3 separate regions of the Zea mays genome follow, and all the other regions are linked to region 2. Evidence: chromatin contacts called from public Hi-C and HiChIP or PLAC-seq data. All regions are on one chromosome and are shown on one strand. The core of a region is the stretch at or near the end of the contact, and the rest is flanking DNA. Distances in the headings are between cores, read along the strand shown.

Evidence for each region. A called contact is a pair of places that touch in the nucleus more often than the background predicts. HiChIP or PLAC-seq counts read pairs in DNA pulled down with a chosen protein or histone mark.
Region 1: a contact with region 2 is called in an H3K4me3 HiChIP or PLAC-seq map of leaf, with 3 times the contacts expected there. The contact joins the promoter of LOC100383002 here to the promoter of LOC100382143 in region 2. A contact is called at or near these places in 4 of 25 Hi-C or Micro-C datasets (bundle sheath, ear, leaf and 1 more) and 1 of 3 datasets of contacts at active chromatin or transcription factors (leaf).
Region 3: a contact with region 2 is called in a Hi-C map of ear, with 7 times the contacts expected there. The contact joins the promoter of LOC100383556 here to the promoter of LOC100382143 in region 2. A contact is called at or near these places in 11 of 25 Hi-C or Micro-C datasets (bundle sheath, ear, endosperm and 3 more) and 1 of 3 datasets of contacts at active chromatin or transcription factors (leaf).

The regions. Positions count from the first base shown.
Region 1 is chr5:102,919,552-102,922,251 of Zm-B73-REFERENCE-NAM-5.0, forward strand. It overlaps LOC100383002 (pink scutellum 1), which reads right to left and starts at 1,301. Exons shown (of 1, transcript NM_001175684.1): 1 at 1-1,301. The coding sequence starts at 1,254.
Region 2 is chr5:102,645,093-102,647,792 of Zm-B73-REFERENCE-NAM-5.0, forward strand. It overlaps LOC100382143, which reads left to right and starts at 1,257. Exons shown (of 3, transcript NM_001174903.1): 1 at 1,257-2,700. The coding sequence starts at 1,367.
Region 3 is chr5:102,216,796-102,219,495 of Zm-B73-REFERENCE-NAM-5.0, forward strand. It overlaps LOC100383556, which reads right to left and starts at 1,274. Exons shown (of 2, transcript NM_001346741.1): 1 at 1,025-1,274. The coding sequence starts at 1,033.

The DNA.
Region 1 (2,700 bases), core at 51-2,550, 270 kb after region 2:
GTCCAGCTTGAGCAGGACGTCCATGCCGAAGCAGAAGAACTCCCTCTGCCGCCGCCTGTTGGCTGGCCACAGCTGCTTCCACACCTCGGCGGAGAGCGCGTCCCCTGCCAGGCCACCCATGCCGTTGCCGGTGCCGGTGTCGAGGAACCTTACGATGGCGTCCGCCACGATAGGCGCGGTGGCAAGCGTGCGCGCCACCATGTAGCCCGTGGACGGGTGCACCATCCCTGCCGTGCCGCCGATGCCGACAACCCTCTGCGGCAGGACGGGCAGCGGCCCTCCCATGGGGATGACGCAGCGCTCGTCCTCCTCGACGCTTCGGACGCGTATACCCAGGTGCCTGAGGCGCGCGGCCATGCGCTCCTGGATGTCGTCCATGGCGAGCCCCGGGCGCGCGACCAGGGACGTCTCCTCGAGGAAGATCCTGGTGGGGGAGAAGGGCATGGCGTAGAGGAAGGTGGGGATGCGGCGGTTGCGCTCCCTGATCTCCGACCCTTCGGGGAGGTGCGAGTCGCGCCAGTCCATGAAGAGCATCTTGTCGATGTCGAACGGGTGGGCGTCGACCTCGGCGAGGATGCCGTAGGCGACCTGGTACCCCGGGTTGTACGGCTTGTCGTACTGCACGAGGCAGCGCGAGAAGCCCGTGGCGTCGAGCACGACGCTTGCCGGGACGGCGACGCCGTCGTCACAGATGAGGAGGGACGAGGCGTCGTAGTGGACGGCCTTGGCGACCTTGGCCTGGTGGAAGACGACGCCGTTGGCGACGCAGCGGTCCATCATGGTGGACTTGAGCTTGCGGCGCGCGACGCGGGCGTAGGGGCGGTCGAGCGACTTGGCGCCGCCATCGTCGATGAAGACGGAGGCGGAGGGCCAGACGGTGTCGAGGCAGTGGGAGAGGCCCATGGCCTCGAACTCGTCCACCCACACGCCGTAGTTGTTGGGCCACACGACCGCGGGGGACGGGTCGATGGCGCACACCGACAGGCCCGCCTCCGCGACGCGCTGCGCCACAGCGAGGCCCGCGGGCCCGCCGCCCACCACGGCGAGGTCCACGGGGCGGGCGGGCGCTGGGTCGTAGCGGGGCAGGTCGAGCGACAGCAGCTCCGGCCGCGTGGGCGGGGCCAGGGACCGCAGCGCCGCGGCCGACGCCGGCCCAGCCATCCCCGCCGTGGCGCGGCAGAGTACGGACGCGCGCGGCGCCGGCGGCTTGCAGGGATGGTGGTGAGTGCGGAGGAGGAGGGCGGTAGTGGCCATGGTGCTGGCCTGGTGGAAGGTGGGGGGAATTCGAGCGCGGCGGAGCCGTGCAATCCTGAGCCTGAGGCGGTGGTGATAAGCTGCAGCTGCTTTGAGTGGGGGCACCACCGTCGATCCAATTCCATTGTGGCATTCTTCACCCAAGCACCTCAAATGTTTTTTGAATATTACTTTTGGCCTTAAAGACGAAGGACAAGTCCACGAAAACGCTGCTGGCCGATTCTACCGATAGATCCTGCGCCGGCCTTCGCAGGTAAGAGACAACGCCGGCCTTCACAACCACCACGAGCGCAGCATCGGAAGCTTACCCCCACTACTTGTCACCTTTCAAACCGTCCAAATTGCGCTGGTGGTTACCGGGAATTGCCATGCCCCGACCCCATGTTTATTCAGGCCTTACAATGACCAGACGATGTTTCCTCTCTGTGTCTGGGCGACTGGCCTAATGCGAGTTTCGATCATGTAACATAAAGGTTAAAGCAAGAAAAAGCTAACTACTGTATTATGCAGTGCACTTTTAGATCTATGACTAATCTATACTACTCCTATTAAGACTACAACGAAGGCGTCCACACCTTCCATGCCCCCGTCGTGCCCCCGCCTCTCTCTTTCCCACACTCGCGACCCCTGCCGAGCCCCCGCCCTTGGATCTCGCCCACGCCCACGCAGTGGCACATCCCCCGCCCCTGCCTTGCGTCCCCAGCGCCGGAGGCATCGCCTGGGCGGTGCCTGCTCTGGCCCAGCCCGTGCTCCACGCCTCCCTAGGCGCCCTTCCGCTCCCGTCGCCGTTACGCTCTGTCGCCCGCACCCCGCTCCCCACGCAACAGCCGCCGTCCATGGTGCTCGCCGTCCATAGGGTGAAGCACTACATCTAGGAGATCCGTCTGGAGCGAGCACTGAAGGAGGAGGCGTCGTCCATGCGGGCCACGGCGAGGGAGTGGCCCAGGCTGTTGGCCCTCACAGAGCGGGAGAGGAAGTCGAACGACGCCGACACCGAGCCCCAGTACTACAGAGTGCGGCGCCGACCATGGGGCAAGTACACAGCAGAGATCCGCGACCCCTAGCGTCATGTGCGCATCTGACTCGTCGACTTTGATACCACCGAGGAGGCCGCACTCAGCCACCATCCAGCTAAGTGGGCCCCATGCCACCACCAACTTCGAGCTTGCAGACGACGTGTTGGTCCCCGTCCTCGACGAGGTCGTCGAGCGCCTCCCTCACCCGCCGGCCCCGGCATCCAAGAACGTGTCCTCTTCCGCCATGTTCTACGACTCCAGCGAGTAGTCCCACGCCGCGGCAGCGTTGTCGACCTCCGTGCTCCGCATGTTCCCGCCCTCCGCGGCCACCGACGCCACCTACACGAAGGGCGCCTCTCAGAAACTACCAACTCCGTGAGACATCCTTCCCTCCTTGCACTCGTTGTGCCTGAGCTCGATGGTGCCTCTG
Region 2 (2,700 bases), core at 7-2,506:
GAGGGCCCAATAATTCGTAAGGTCATTCTTTCGTGGGCCTGGGGAAAGACAACCAACAAAGAAGAGAAGACGTGAGACCAGATTGGTGCAAGCCCGGACGGCCCACATCGTCGAACGAGTAAATCGCAACGGAGACCCGACTTTCCCGCGCTGAAGCCCCCATGCAATGGAGCCATGCGAGGATAAGTCGGCGAGGGTTACGTAGGGATAAACTCAGGAGATTCACTACCTTTTAGCTACTTGTTGTTATCATACCCACGTGTACTGCCCTACGGTCGAGTATATAAGGCCTAGGGGGCACCCCTTCAGAAGGATCGACCCTGTTTGACATAGCCACCCACGTAAAACTCTCTGCGCCCTCTATCAGAGAACCCTCTTGTAACCACGCTCATATACTCACCAGGACGTAGGGTGTTACGCACTTCTAAGCGGCCCGAACCTGCAAATCTTGTCCATTGTCCCTCGTGCAATCGGCACGAACCATTTTGCTACAGTCGTTGACACCGTTCTACTCCTAAAAACACCTTGAGGGGCAACCCCGGGTGTGCGGTCGGACCCAAAACACCGACAAGGTGCATGTTTTGTATTTATTTATTTGTTAGTTGGCTAATTAAAGTCCATTAATTGAATATGCAAAAGAAAAAGAAACCAAATAATCTCCAAAGGTTCCATAGTCCCCAAAACACTAACATATATTTATTTTATTATTTTTCTTTTATGTAAATTTTAGGCTTTACATTAATGCTCCTGACTTTCTTTAGTTTCATCTATATTGTTAGCTTCGGCTTGATGACCAAGGTAACGACCTATATCTGAAACCTACTTTTAATGTAGTAGTTAGTAACTTGTAGATATTCGACGACAAAGGCTCTCCCCCACAGATACAAAAGTGCTTTTTATGAAGTTGTTGTTTAGGTTGGCAGCATTGGTAGTCATCCAACACGCGCTTTGGGGCACCTGATGTGTGGGTCAAAATTGCCACACACGTAATAATAATATTTTCTTTCGTCGCAAAGGAAATTCCATTTTTGGGTACCAAACTATTTCTTCCTCTTTTTATATTATAGAAGATCAATTGCATGGATTATTGGTGAATTGAGAACTGCACGGTACTGGATTGCTTGGAGCTATCTCTTGGGTTAGGCCTGCAAAGGCCCATCACGGCCCAGGGAATGATCCGGATGTTCGTGAAGAATTAACCGTTGTTCTGCAAATCCCTATCCTGTCGTCCTGCCAGTTTCCGCCGAATCGCTAGGCCACCGCCAAATCACCCCCGGCTACCCTCTCGCCTCAACGGCCCCAGCGTGGTCTGGTCTCCCTCCTCCTCTCAATCGCTGCAGGAAGCCAAGCGTACCAGCAAGCGCCAATGGAGAGGCCTTGGCTGATCCTAGGCCGAATACTCTACGTCAACCCGCCCCGCGACGACGACGACATGCTCGAGGTCGAGGACGCGGAGGAGCACGCCGTGGTCGGCGAAGCTCAAGCCGAGGAGGACGCGCAGGCGCAGGAGGAGCAGCACGCCGCGGCCGTGGACGCGGTGGTGGAGGCGCATGATGATCAGCAAGCCGAGGTCGGGGAAGGCGGAGCCGAAGCCGAAGCCGAAGAGGAGGAACAGCAGGCTCAGCTGGAGGAGAGCATCTTGAACGTGAACACGGACGCAGCAGCGTCGGAGGCGGCGCACGCGGCGCACGGCGCGGCGGAACCCGACTTCACCATATGGGTCGCGCCACCGCCGTGGCTAACGGACCTCGTCGCGGGCCCCGGTTCCCATCCCGACCCCGCGAGACCCGACATGTACCCCTACATCATCGCCTCCGGACGCTTCTGCCTCCTCGTCCACTTCTCCATCGCTCCCTTCTACGGCACCAACTTCGAGAAGGAACCCAACCACAGCAACCTCGTGGTGGTGCGCCACTTCCGCAGGTCAGACAATGGCCAGATCGAGGCGCGCGCTGTGCACGTACCCGACCGCCCCGAGGACAACGTCAATATACCCGCCCTAGCCAATATCGAGAGCGTCGGCTTAATATGCAACCACGAAACAGGTCACTACCTGATTGCCGAGCTCGTTGTTCCCACAGATAATCAAGACGAATCCAGCGTCATCTACATAAGAACGGAGGATGGCGTCTGGTACTCGAACTACTTTGCTTACCCCTTCTGGTGGGAGAGCCGCCGGCATTGGGTACCCCACGGCTCTGTCACCATAGGCAACGTGGTCTTCTGGTTCGACCTCTCGTGGGGGATCATCTTCTGCGACGACCTCACCCAGCCGCACGAGGAGCAAATATTGTCCTTCTTCCGCCTCCCGCGTGGTTGCGTTCTCCGCGACGGACACGCGCCGGACCTCCACTACAGCCGCTGCGTCGCTGTAAGCGAGAACGTGTTGCGGTACGTGCAGATCATCCGCAAACACGACCAAGCAGCGACGGTGCACATGTGGTATCGAAACCCGGAGCGATGGATCACCAACTATAATGAAAGCTTCGACGACATCTGGGACGACGAAAGCTACATCCAAACCGGGCTGCCACGGAAATCTCCCGGGCTCGTGGGCGTCTCCCCGGTAGACTCCAATGTGGTCTACTTCACCCTGGACCAGCGATTGTTCGGAGTCGATGTGCCCGAGCACCGGGTGGTGGACTGTGCGGAAAGTGTTGAGCCGCTGAACAGGACAGAGATGCTGGACGATTCGGTCTC
Region 3 (2,700 bases), core at 24-2,523, 430 kb before region 2:
GTCCGTAGTTGCGTGCGAGCACCGGCACGTCGCAGAGATACAGCTAGTACGTAGTAGGTACTCGCTTAGCTGAAACTCAAAGGGTACGAAGGATCACATCCGGACCGGGATGCAAGTCGACCTCCTGAGGGCAGGCAGACTACTGAGGAGCCGACGCCGTGACATGGGCTGACAACTGAGGATGAAGGGCGCGCGGCGCAGCACATGGGTGTGTGACCCGTGAGGACTACGAGAGCGGCGACCGGCGAGTCGTCCAATCCAAGCACGGGATCACACGCCATGTGCCTTGGGGAAGTCAGGAGCGGCGCCCCCATGTTCAGATAGCGATGAATCGTGAATGGATTTGGATGGTGCGTGAGAATGCAAAATATAATAAAGACGATGATACAGTTCCCGCACCATATACGCCTGTCTAGTTATCGGTTGGGCTAAAAGTGATTTCGGATTAGCTTTAAGTTGGTTAAAAAGAATTAGTAAAAACAATAATTAGCTCGCCTGTTAGACACATCTTGTTTAGAAACATTTAAAACTGTTTTTTTTTTTGTTTAGCTAGCAATTAGCCATTCTCTTTAATCACAGGTCCATAGACGAGCTGGAAGATGACGGATACACAAGACTGGAACATTTTTTATGCGTTCATGACTAGAACATATAACTAAAAAATGCACAGCAATCATCATATTCAACGTGGGGGCACATGGGCACGGTTCCGGGGCTGGAAGGAGGCATGCATGATAATCCCAATGCGATCATCATGCAGCGGAGCACATGCAGTACTTCGATAAACTACCCTACTAGCTTCGGAGCAGTAGTAATAAAAACACATTTATGTCACGGCACATGTGGATGAGTAATAATGAAATTTGCAGCAGCAGGCCACGCAGGCCGTCCCAGTTCAGTTCATGCCCGGAGCAATAAACACATGCCGGAGCAGCCGTCCCAGCTCATGCCAATGCCATGCATCGTTTTGGATGCGTGGATGCCACACAATTGAGGAGTGCGATCTATGGGAGATGTTACTTACAGCAGCCATGTTGTCGTTGTTGACGATGACGATGTGTGCGCCTGGAGGAGGATTGGACGACGGACGGACTAGGCGGCCGGCCGGGCCCTGCTGGTTGTTCCTCCACCACCTCCGGTAGCTCCTCCTCCTCTCTGTGCGCCCCTCCCCCTTTTCCTCTCAGGCGAGAGGAGGGAAGGGAGGAGAACGCACGCGGCGGGCGGGCGGGCGGGAGGAAGGAGAAGGCGGGGGTGGGGTGGGCTGATGATGGATGTCCAGGGCAGGGCAGCGGTCGGAGTCTGCCGAGGAGACGCCTTTATGGTTGGGTTGCGCAGCTGTGTGCTACCGACGACAACTGAGCAGCCCCCTAATTTAGAGGTGCCCCGCCCGTCCTCACCGCCGGACGGAGCAACCTGGCCCGCACGCCCGCACGGGCCCCCGGCTAGCTAGCTTCCCAACTGCGGCGTTGCGGAACAGCGTGGCAGGCAGCAGGCTGGCTGACAGCTCGGGCGGCTGGGCAACTGCGCGTCGGCGTCCCTGTATGTGTCTGTTTGCGCACGCGAAGACGACAACGAGGAAGGAGGGGACAGCTCATGCCTTAACACCTCCTCGCCTGCCCTGCCCACCTACCGAGGAGAGGAGAGGAGGCGAGCATTGCATGGATGGATGGACCAGTGGTTGGTCATGGCCGCTGCCCCGTCGTCGTATCCTTGCTTTCATTTGATCGCTAGCGGTGGCCGTGGCAACGGATCGGCTAGATGGTTTAAGTTTAACCAACACGATTACACGACCCGATCTCTGCAAATTAACCCACGCCTATCACACTACACTGGGGGGTTCGTACCTGCGGTCCATGTGTGAATGTATGGGCTTCCTGAGCCTGTGCGTTCTTTCATTTCAAAACATAATTCCGTACGTCCCAACTCATCAAATCTGGTAACTTTCGGCCAAACTTGTGTCGCGTCTCTCACGAAACAAGTTGGCAATCTCGATTTCGCGAGTCCCCAGTACGATGCCAGCCTTGGGTAACATGTAGTGCATCGGATCGACAACAGAGAGTACGAGTAGATGTATTACCGGCGTCTCTAGCAAGCAACAACTTGCACGCGGCAAAGTGCTCAAATGCAGCGCGCACACAGACGCCTACCATACCAGCTGGCTCGATCTATCAAAAGAGACAGGCCACACCCCCAACTCCCCAAGGCCCCACGGTTTTTTTGACGAGGTGAGGATGGGAAGGTGGCCCACCTGGCCCTTGGCACCAAGACTAAGTCAACTATCCAATGGATCAACCCGGCCGATTTTGACCCATTTCCATCCCAAGAATACTTGTCATCTGCAGAGCGAACAGGATCTGGGTGCATCCGCCGCATCCACCGGCGCGGACCAAGGCACATGGGGGCGAAGCGCTGGCTCGCTTGCCCCAGCATGATGTTGATCGCCAGACATCGGACCGAAAGATCTGCCGCAGCTGAAACAAAGGAGCAGTGATTTCGTCAGTAACCCAAACACCAGGCCATGGTCGTCAATCAATGATTAATAGAAGCATTAGCTCAAATAAAATGAATGCAAACCTAATTGACTACTGCCAGCTAGTGTCCACATAACCCATGAGAACGGAAAGGTGCGGTGGAGCAGGCAAAATTTCCGGAATCTTTGGCAACTAGCCTTTAGCGCCATAGTAGTAGCTAATGAGCTCT